2 separate regions of the Bicyclus anynana genome follow, and region 1 is linked to region 2. Evidence: chromatin contacts called from public Hi-C data. All regions are on one chromosome and are shown on one strand. The core of a region is the stretch at or near the end of the contact, and the rest is flanking DNA. Distances in the headings are between cores, read along the strand shown. Region 1 overlaps LOC112057845 (serine/threonine-protein kinase minibrain). Region 2 holds the start of LOC112057845 (serine/threonine-protein kinase minibrain).

Region 1 (5,380 bases), core at 2,432-4,931, 83 kb before region 2:
TTTTATACTCTTCACAAGATATTTCGTTGACGCATGCTACAGGTAGGTATGGACAATGGTAAAAAATACAAACATAGAGAGAGCATCACATTACACTATCACACTGATCACATCACACTAATATTATAAATGCAGTTAGTGTGTGTGTAAGTGTGTAAGTATGTTCCTCCTTTACGCTGCGGCTACTGAAGATTTGGCTGAAATTTGGAATGGCAATAGATTTTACTCTGGATTAGCTACTTTTTATCCTTGAAAATTCCATGGTTCTAGCGGGATTTGTAAAAAACTGAATTCCACGCAGACGAAGTCGTGGGCGTCCGCTAGTCTATCATAAAAAGTAAGTTAGGCTAGGGGTCTAGGCCCCTGGCATGATAAGAACCTAGCCGCTAGGCCCATTTGGCTACAAAAAGTTAGTTTTCAGTTATACGAGTATGTCATAACTGAAAACTAAGTTTTACTTATCACCATTATAATATGGATCAAATAAAAAACATCAACACCCCCTTTAAATTCGGTTTTAGTTTTGTTCGTTACACGTTGTTTGTTGATACTTTTTTTTCTTTTTAGGAAAAACTTGAACCACAATTTAGACCTGAGAGCCTTTAAATAATGCCAATACATTGGGTCCCAAGTTTATCGGCGTCATAATGTCAAAATGCGACAAATAAGGTCCGTCCTCCGTCGATATTATTGGCACCCCACCGAGGCATGCGTGTGCAATTTGCCACTCGGACGTAGGGATGGGGTAAACTTTTCGTTATACTAAATTCGATTTCCAAAAACCGACAGCGTTTTTTAATATAATGAAGATCATTTCCATTAATCATTAGAATACCACAATATATTATAGCAAAAACGATTCATTGCAAACTAACTTCCCTCTTAAAATGTAACATAATTTTATTTCCCGTTAAAATTACTGTTGTTACCAATAAAAAATAAGTGGTGCCTCCAACTCGATATTAATATTGTAATACATATTTGAAAACTGAGAGCCGTAATGGCCCAGTGGATATGACATTTGCCTTTGATTCGGAGGGCGTAGATTCGAATCCGGTCCGGGGCGTGCACCTCCAACTATTGACTTATGTGAATTTTAAGGAATTAAATATCACGTATCTTAAACGGTAAATCTCTACGTGTGTGAAGTCTGCTAATCCGCATTAGGCCAACGTGGTAGATTATTGGCCTAACCCCTCTCATTCTGAGAGGAGACTCGTGCTCAGCAGTGAGTTGATGATGGTGATGATTTGTAAACTAAGTCTACTTGAAATAAGAGACTTAATTTATGCGACACTAAAACGTTTAATATATCTAAACTGATAAATACTTCTATAATATCTTAATATTTTTAATATCTAAATCTTATGTACATCTAGATCCTACCAAAAATTAATTATACAATATTTTATTAAGCAACTGACGTAGTGGATTACTCATAAGACGGTAACGGTATAGGAGGTACGGCTTATCAGTCTAGACATGACGTTAGAAATCTGTTTACACTCTCGTATCATTTGTGTACAAGACGTGGGTCATCGCATTCTCCGGCCTAGTTACAAATATCAATATTTTTATACATAACTTTTCAATTATTAGTTCTCTTATAGTTTCGACTAAACTAAACCCCCTCGCACATCCCTACTCGGATGATGTCAGGCGGAAACCTTTATCAATCGTACCGTTTGTAAGTGGTAGGAACCATTAGTATTTGACATGCAATAACCCTTTGTTGTTGGCCTTGCATCATATCATAAGTTTTATTTACGTATTTAATAAATTAGCGGAAACGACAGACACTGTAGCAACCTAACTTTAGCATATGCGAAATTTTTGTTTTTCATGAAAACACAATCAAGTTTTTTCTTGTAAGTTTACTTATTCACAAAATTTCATCGAACATGATCCAGCTAGGTACCTAAGCAGCTGGCACATCCTTTTACCATCTTTGGACTGAGAACTTTAGAAAATTTCTTAGAATACAGAAAAAGCTCAACATTTAAAAGTTCAGTCCTGGATTTCAATCCAGGACGATCCGAGGCTATATAGGCTTAATCATTGGAGCAGTTTGAACACTTATAATATAACCTGATAACAAATATTATTATTATGTTTAGGTTGCCTGGAAGAGGTCACTATTAGTGATAAGGTCGCCTTTTGCCTAAAAATTGATGTGTTCTTTTGTTATTTTCTTTTTATGTGCAATAAAGTTATTATAAATATATAAATAAATATTATCGTTATAGTCGTCGCTCTTCGTCCTAAATGAAAGACAATGAAAGTGCTCTATGACAGTACATTTATAATAAATAGCCAATAATGTCGTTGAAAACAACCGGACCTTAGACGAAAAGGTGGTGACTAAAACAAATGGGGAATTTCCGTGTGGTCAGTCTTAACCGCTAATTAACGCAAGGAAACACAATTCTTGTTGTCCGCCGATCTTTACCGTGTGTTGGGTAATTTAAAAATATATTAACACAACATTTTTATAGGAGAAGTGATTAATTAGAGTAGTTCATCGTAATCATGGTAAATAATAGTTTTTTTAGGTAGCATTTAACGGACAGGATACAGAACAACAGCTCCTAGCTATTGACGGAACGGTAAGCGCATGCCGAGGCACGGCGTCGTGAATATTTACTTATTTTGCATACTAACATTAGTTAAGGAGATGGTGGCAGGAATATTGGAATCACTTGAAAACAAGGAACATTATAACAATATTACTTTTTTAATACTTTTAATTTTATATTAATACATCGCCGAACTAATCACCCAGAAATCGTGGTTCAATCTTGGCTGGCTGAACTATTGTAGCACTAACACTAACACTTGTTTTTTCCGTTTAGTTGGAGGGGAATGGGAATAGTAGTCATATTATTTGAATGATATGCCATATATTCTTAAAAAAAAGCGCGGGTAAACTTTGCTTCGCGACGTTGCATCACCGTGGGGCTCGTAAACGACTCAAGCGCATGCCATTCATCCGGTCGCATCCGGCTAGCAACAGTTTAGGACAAGAATTTTCTTTAAATACTTTTTTTAAATTTATCGTAAGGACATTAGGATATTCAGACCTAAAATTTGAGCTCCCTACACCACCAACCCCTAATATTATTATTGAATTAAAAAAAACACAATAGGTTAGTTAATCTGTAATTTAGGGTCAGGATAATTTCAAGAAAAAGTTTGACTTCATATAACGTTATGGGGCATGTAAAGATGTTAACTGTAGATTGGCGGGGTGCCCCACTCCTGCTGTTTTTGAGAAAATCCAAAAAAAAATTTGAAACGCGTTTTTCTCCGAATCTATGGGTTTCAGGGAAAATTTTATTGAACAAAAAATGTAGAGGACAATGTGAACTACATTTTTTGTCATTGGAGCAACATCATACGACTAAAAATACAAACAGTAGGTGGCGCTGAAGTGTACAATGCCCGTGGTTCAGGTATTCTTATTTTTGCTGCACCATTTTTTTTGATTCATAATGTAAACTTAAAAAAAATATTTTTCAAAAAACATTTTGATTAACATTTAAGATGTAAGGCCAAACAATGGGTGAGTTCCGTTAGTGAAGTCCAAGGGAACGGATGGATCACCTAGTAGGGCTGAAATGTCCACGGTCTCCGCTAGTATGAACAACGGTGCGGCGCGCGGTGTCGCGACGTTGCGTCACCGGGCGGCTCGGGCCCGTAACCGACTCACGCGCACGCCATTCATCCGGCCGGCCCGGCCAGGCGGCTAGCAACAGTCTAGTTACAGCAGTCACTCGTGTGCCGCATCTAGCGCCGTTTCCGTCTCGTTTGTGTGAGCAGAATATGCTTATTAGCCGGTAACAGGGTTAGCTCCAACACTCGCCTCCGACGAGCTTCCGCCTGCTAATGAACCTAAAGGATGGATTTAATTAAAATAATTAACAGAGAAACGTTAAAATCGCGCACGTTTATTATTATAATTCAGAGTTAACTGTTATCTTGGAAATTCATGGTATATTTTCTCAAGAGAAAGCCGCCCGTCACAGTTTGATATGCAAACGTGAAATTGTTATCTGACGAAGTCTAAAAAGGGAACATAAAAATTATTATCTTTCACACACTTCAGATTTTAACGCATGTTTTTAAAAACAAGATATATTTAAGCCAAATCTACTTTTATTTGAGTAAAAGGTTTTATACTAATTAATACTAGCAGACGCCACGCGGTTTTACCCGCGTAGTTCCCGTTCCCGTAGGAATACGAGGATAAAATAGAACCCGGGGAAAGTATAGCTTCCTAAGGGTAAAAAAAGTAATTTTCAAATTGGTTTAGTAATTTCGGAGACTATTCAATACAATCAAACAATCAAATCTTTCCTCTTTATAATATTACTTAGTATAGATAACATAGACCAGTGAATCGATTGCTATTAGAATTTAGCCAAGTTAAATAATCACCAATGGTTTTTCACATATACCTGTCTTTTGCGTGTTTTTTTCGTTCCTATTCCAAAAGTGCCTAATGAAAAACAAAATAATTATATATATTCAAAAGCCTTAATAGTTCCAATGTTAAAGGTAGGACTTGGTTCCTGTTTCCCATTCCCATCGGCTGGACTTATGTCGACACTCCTAACAGCATTTTCCGACTAATTGGAGGGGAACAGGAATATTGGTCATATTAAAAAAAAAATTAACAAATGTTGCTTTTTTCTATAAAAAAAAAATAATAAAAAAAAAACAATATTAGCATGTATATCAAGATGAGTGCGACCCCATCAGCAAACAAAACGCTGTATCGGCCCCCAGTCACAATGACGATTAAATTTATCGAACACGACGTCAAAGCGCACAGACATAACACACAAGGACACAACACAACACAACAAACAGGTAATTACTGTTTGTTATAGCAACAGTCATTGTTTCCCGATCGGAACACCGACAATGCGCCCTTCGGGTGTAAATGTCGTCGGGTAATTGGGTGAAACAATTGATTTTAGACGTCGCCTCCAGGATGCCGGATGAACGTGAATCGCTTTATTGTGCACAACAAATTTATACACGGCTAAAAGATTGGAACGAGATATCAAAAGAATCATTGTATTGTCCTTCTAAAACTAAAGTCTCCTTGGCAAACCTTGTAAGACGGGGAAATATATTCGTAAGAAACAGTTAAGTACGGTATAGGAATGGTTCTGTACAAGCATAAGATTTAACAATATACTTTTTATTTAAAAAATTGTAACACAGCGATTGTTGAGGTTAACCCGTATTCTTTTAAAAAAAAAATATTTTATTTTTATTCATAATGGCAATAGAAATACACATTAATTTCAATTGTCTATATTTGATGGTTCATGAGATATACGAGTAGTACAAAGAGCGGAGTCTACGTAAA
Region 2 (5,222 bases), core at 1,212-3,711:
ACATTGGCTGCCAGCAACACTTCACACTCGGTAACCTGGATGGCCTGCTAAGCTTATGGAGTGAGTACGGCTGGCTGGTGTGACTACAGCACCAATGGACTTACGTACAATGGCTAGCATTGTACAGAAAAGGCTCGGTAAAAACATACCTCCAAGCAATTTAGTGTTCCAGTATGATGTTGTGTTAAAACCGAAAGGGTTGTGGAATTTCATTCTACTCCTAACAAGTTAGCCTGCTTCCATCCAAGATTGCATCATCACTTACCATCAGGTGAGATTGTTAAATAAAAAAAAAAGAAAAAGGCCCAGAATTAACAAAAAGATACTTCTAAAGCCAAAAAAGCCTGTGCTAGTTGTGAGTTAGCAACAAGTCATAATAATACACTATTAGACTGCAAACTTGCTTAGCAACTAATCAATTGTGAATAAACAGGAAATACCTATAGTAATCATCATAGAGCCAGTATGCAAGGTCCAGTTAGCTAATAAAAGTTATCTAAATAATGCAATATATTTTTATCTTCTTATCACAACCTTCTTACAAATTTTACAAGTAGTGTAGTTACTGTGAAAATATTGCATAGTCCTTGGGTTCTGTATTTATAAAAGATAGCAGCAGATGAAGTATTTATTGGTACAAAACAGTTGTACAACATTACAATTATTTATGTTTGTCGACAATTTTATGATTTTCACAGATAGAACTTGCACTTTAGGTTTTGTTATCAAGTTTAAACTTTATTAAGGCTGAATCACACAAATACTTTTGAATAAAGGCTGTTACTATTTGAAAGGATAATTTAAGTTTTTCAAACTATATAAAATAAATAAATGAATGGCCAAATGTGTTGCTAAGCATAACACATGAGAATGGTCCAAACAATTGGGATAATTTTTATATAGGCTGGTCAATTTAGTTTACACAATGTCAAGAAATATAGAATTAATGCAGCAATTAAATTTTGCCATTATGTTTATGACAGAATCTTTTCTATGTAAACAAAGTATAGACTTCAAAATTAATGTTTTAATGTTGTTTCCTTATTTATGGCACCAATCACATTTACCTTGATAACAAATAAATGTTTGTAGGGCACATTTGATATCATACATCATGTCAAAACTTTAAAACTTCTTGTACTACTGAATATTTCTGATTTCATACAAAACTGTAAAGAGTTGTAAATTTGCAAATATGAGGGCTGTTTGATGTACAATTACTAATATTGAATGCCTGGCTGCAAGTTGTTTACAATATGTTACTGGGGAATATTCAAAAAATATATATTAGTGACACTAGCCATATTTTTTATATAATAGCAAATAGTGAAAAAGGTGAATATTTAGGGAAAGGCTAATGATCATCATCATCAATGTGAGGGCCTATTTTACACTACAGGCCTAGGCCTTTCTCCGTAAAACAGGTGCGATATGGAGTTTAGACCCACCATGCTGCAACAATAAGAGTTGGCGGGCGAAGGGGTACTTACATTTATTTTTGGCATTCTCGTCCATGAGCATGTTGAAGTGGTGATGGCGGTTCCACGCTGCCATTTTGCCTTCGTGCGGAGCCCCGAGAAGCACCAGGGCCGCCCCAGCGGGCCCAACTCCGTCTAGGGGCTCCAGTGTCCTCAGTACACTACAACTTTGTCACACACTCATAACCCAAGGAACATAATATTTAGCACTCGTACACTGGCTCAAGGCGCCGTCTCATCGGACGGCGGTGTCATCCGCACATGCCTCCGCACTTCCGCACGCACTCGAAGCTGCACTCGCGGGTAAACACGATCCACCTCCGCCGCTCCGCACTGCGACTGGCGCGTACCAGCCCGCCACCCAAACACTCGGCCGCGTCACGTGGGCACCGACACCGAGCGCACTCGGCACCCTCTGCACCCAAGGACCCACACAACAACAACTATTGCACTACACCAAAAAATCTATTTCGGTTTATGAAAATGAATGAATGCAACCGAACGCGCCGCGACGGGAAAGAGCAAGACGGACGACACGATTTCCCTTCTTCGATCCGATCCTTGCGGGCTCGAATCGAACTCGCGGGCCGCGAACAAAATAATAACAAATGTGCATGAGATGCTTGGTAAATTATGTGCACGTGGGTTGCGTCACAGTATCGAACTTACTTTAATAACACTATACCGAATTATTTGTAGCGATTTCAAAATCGTGACGGAATCTCTCTGTTCACGGCTGCAATAGCAGGCTTGTGAACATTTTCAAATTTTTATGAAATGCGAACTACACCATTATACATCAATATCAAAAGCGATTGATAGATAACACGTTTCATTAGAGTAATTATAGTCATTAACTACACTATTTGTAAACAAAACACAGCCTGTGAAACATTCAGTAAAATAATAGTTTACAACAGAAATCGCGAACGCGTTGATCAAGCGCGACAAGTAGGACAAAACATGGCAGACTCGATGAAAAGCACACAACTTTGTCTGTGGTCGTTTTTATTTTTGAACGCTATGGTCGCCAGTACGTTCCATTTTAAAATCGGTTTGGAATAGAGTTTTACAGAATATTTTATAAAATATTACAACGATAAATGTGTTTAAAAGTAAAAAAATCTAGTCAAGATTTTTTAGTATTTGAACATCTAATTGTTCAGAATAAGTAAACGTAAAAAACCTTTATAAAAAGGAATACTAATTACGAAATACGGTGCGTAAAATGAAATTACTTTAGCTTTCACCATAGACAAAAGTGGATATAATCTACATTAATGATCCCATACGCTTGGTAGTTTTAAGATTTTGGTAGAAATTACTTTGTTCTACATGATTAAAATGTTAATGAATGTCTATCTATATCTATTCTATAAATGAATGTGGATAACATAAATATTTTGTAACATTAGTATGTTTTTTTTATGTTTTATAGATTTAGTTTAATTGCACCATACGTATGTATTTGAAATTGTAAAAAAACAGCAAGTAGGACAGTAATTAAAAAAATAGCATGATTTCAAATTTTAAAATTTTAATTGGGTACCTATCATCATACCAACGTTTGAGTATCATATATAACGTACTTATATGTTCTATTTATAATGGAATATTTGCCACACCTTCTAATTAAGAGCAACATTCCCATTCCCCTCCCTTTTCGTCCTATAGTCGGATACGACAATAGTCCAACGGGTGGCAATGGAACCACCAAACCTGGGTAACGAGTTCAACTGCTTATAGTTTACCTATTGAGGCTATTTATAGATGACATGTTGATTCACTAATGATTAATAATAATAGCCTATTTGAGCCGTGATAGCCGACTGGATATGTGCTCTGCTTCCGATTCCGGAGGGAGTTGGTTCGAATCCGGTTCGGGGCATGCACCTCCAACATTTTAATTGTGTACATTTTAAGAAATTAAATATCACATGTTTCAAACGGTGAAGGAAAACATCGTGAAGAAACAGGCACACCAGAGAATTTTCTTATTTCTCTGCGTATGTGAAGTTTGCCAATCCATATTGGGCCAGCGTAGTGGACAATTGCCCTAACCCCTCGGAGACTCTAGCAATGATCCGAATATGGGTTGATAATGATGAATAGCCTTTTAATTTCCATGGAGAATCATGTAACAGACGATGTGCATGCATTTGCTAATGATTAAAAACATTAACCAGTTAGTCCTAACAACTCGTTTAATTATCTATTCACTAAAGTTAAATATAATAATAATGAAGCCATCCATAAATTTTGTCATTCAGTAAGGATTGTTTAAGTGTGACATTGTGTGAGAAAGGGTAGGAGCTGGCTAATAAATAAATATCAAGAAAAAATTTAAAATAAATAGTTACAAAAATCATTACTTCTCCAAAATTTGTTTAATTGGAAGATATGAGAGTCGTGATAGCCCAGCGGACATGACCTCTGCCTCCGTTTCCGGAGGGTGTGGGTTCCAATCCGGTCCGGGGCATATGCATCTCTAACTTTTCAGTTGTGTGCATTTTAAGAAATTAAATATGTGTCTCCAACGGTGAAGGAAAAACATCGTGAGGAAATCTGCATACCAGAGAATTTTTTTAATTCTCTGCGTGAGTGAAGTTTGCCAATCCGCATTGGGCCAGCGTGGTGGACTATTGGCCTAACCCATCTCAGCCTGAGAGGAGACTCGAGCAGCAGTGAACCGAATATGGGTTAATAGTGATAACAACAACGATGTTTATTTTATATCAAAAATTGAACTAGTGCGAGTTGAACTTGCATGAAGAGGCTTCTGAACGATGCTAAATAATATTTTTTGAAATCTGAATCTAAAAAATGTAGACTATTTTTTTTATCTAGATTTAAAACTCATTAAAGTACTCCTACCTGAAAAACATGTTGTTCCACACATTTAAACTGTTTACCAAGTATCGCTCAATATTGAGTAATTCACCATGGGAAAATGGTCAATTTTGTTGATGTTCATAAATAACTTGGAAACCATATAAAGTTGCATTGCAGAATGCACTGGATAAGTTTGATCAGTACTTTTTAACACATCTGAAAACAAAAATGCAGATGTGGAAATCTACTAACTATGCGGGAAAACATCTAAATGTAGCATACAAATAAATAATTATCTCTTTCTATAAAATCTTATAAATTAGTAGGTATGATTTTATTTCCCATAGAAGTAAAATAGTAGGTTTTTGATAATTTTTATGGCAGCACCATAAGTTTTCTTGGAATTTTGGAAGCCATTTGTGAATGAGAATTGCGAATGTGGGTGTGACGCAGTGTTCCCTACTGAGGCGTTTTCCCCCCATATTTAGGGGGTAAATAATTGCGATGGGATTTTTTAGGGGACTGAATTTTTTAGGAGTATTTTCAGGGATTTATTGATTTTTTAATATTTTTAAATTGATAATATTATTATTTCTTTCTTGACCTAGCGACTTATTACCAGGCGACCTCTGTGGCGACTGGCGGCAATTTTTATCCAATAAAAAAAATGTTGAATTTATTCAATGTCAACATGTATGATTTCAAAAATTCTGAATCTTCAGATGAAGACGTAATATTTTATGTATAACATAAACATGAATTTATATTTTTTAGAAGGACAACCCATTACATAAGGCAATTTTAGGGGCAAACTTTAGGGATAAATATGTTTGAGAGTTGGTAACACTGTTGTGACGTGACGTCATTATTTAACGCGCCACCGCCATTACTGATTGATGCGAAAGTAGATTC

The links. Hi-C and Micro-C count contacts between places; a contact is called where the count stands out from the background.
Region 1: a contact with region 2 is called in a Hi-C map of whole body, with 1.8 times the contacts expected there. The contact joins the enhancer-like site here to the promoter of LOC112057845 in region 2. A contact is called at or near these places in 2 of 2 Hi-C or Micro-C datasets (whole body and whole larva).

Annotation. Positions count from the first base shown.
Region 1 is chr16:12,223,517-12,228,896 of ilBicAnyn1.1, reverse strand. All of the region lies in intron 3 of LOC112057845 (serine/threonine-protein kinase minibrain), which reads right to left. Among protein-coding and RNA genes, the nearest start is that of LOC112057845, 84 kb to the right of the region's middle. Within about 2 kb of position 3,681, at least 8 of the 8 cell types and tissues checked have open chromatin away from gene starts, as enhancers often do.
Region 2 is chr16:12,139,767-12,144,988 of ilBicAnyn1.1, reverse strand. It overlaps LOC112057845 (serine/threonine-protein kinase minibrain), which reads right to left and starts at 2,461. Exons shown (of 13, transcript XR_008251528.1): 1 at 1,491-2,461. It overlaps LOC112057846 (nuclear RNA export factor 1), which reads left to right and starts at 5,166. Exons shown (of 10, transcript XM_024098406.2): 1 at 5,166-5,222.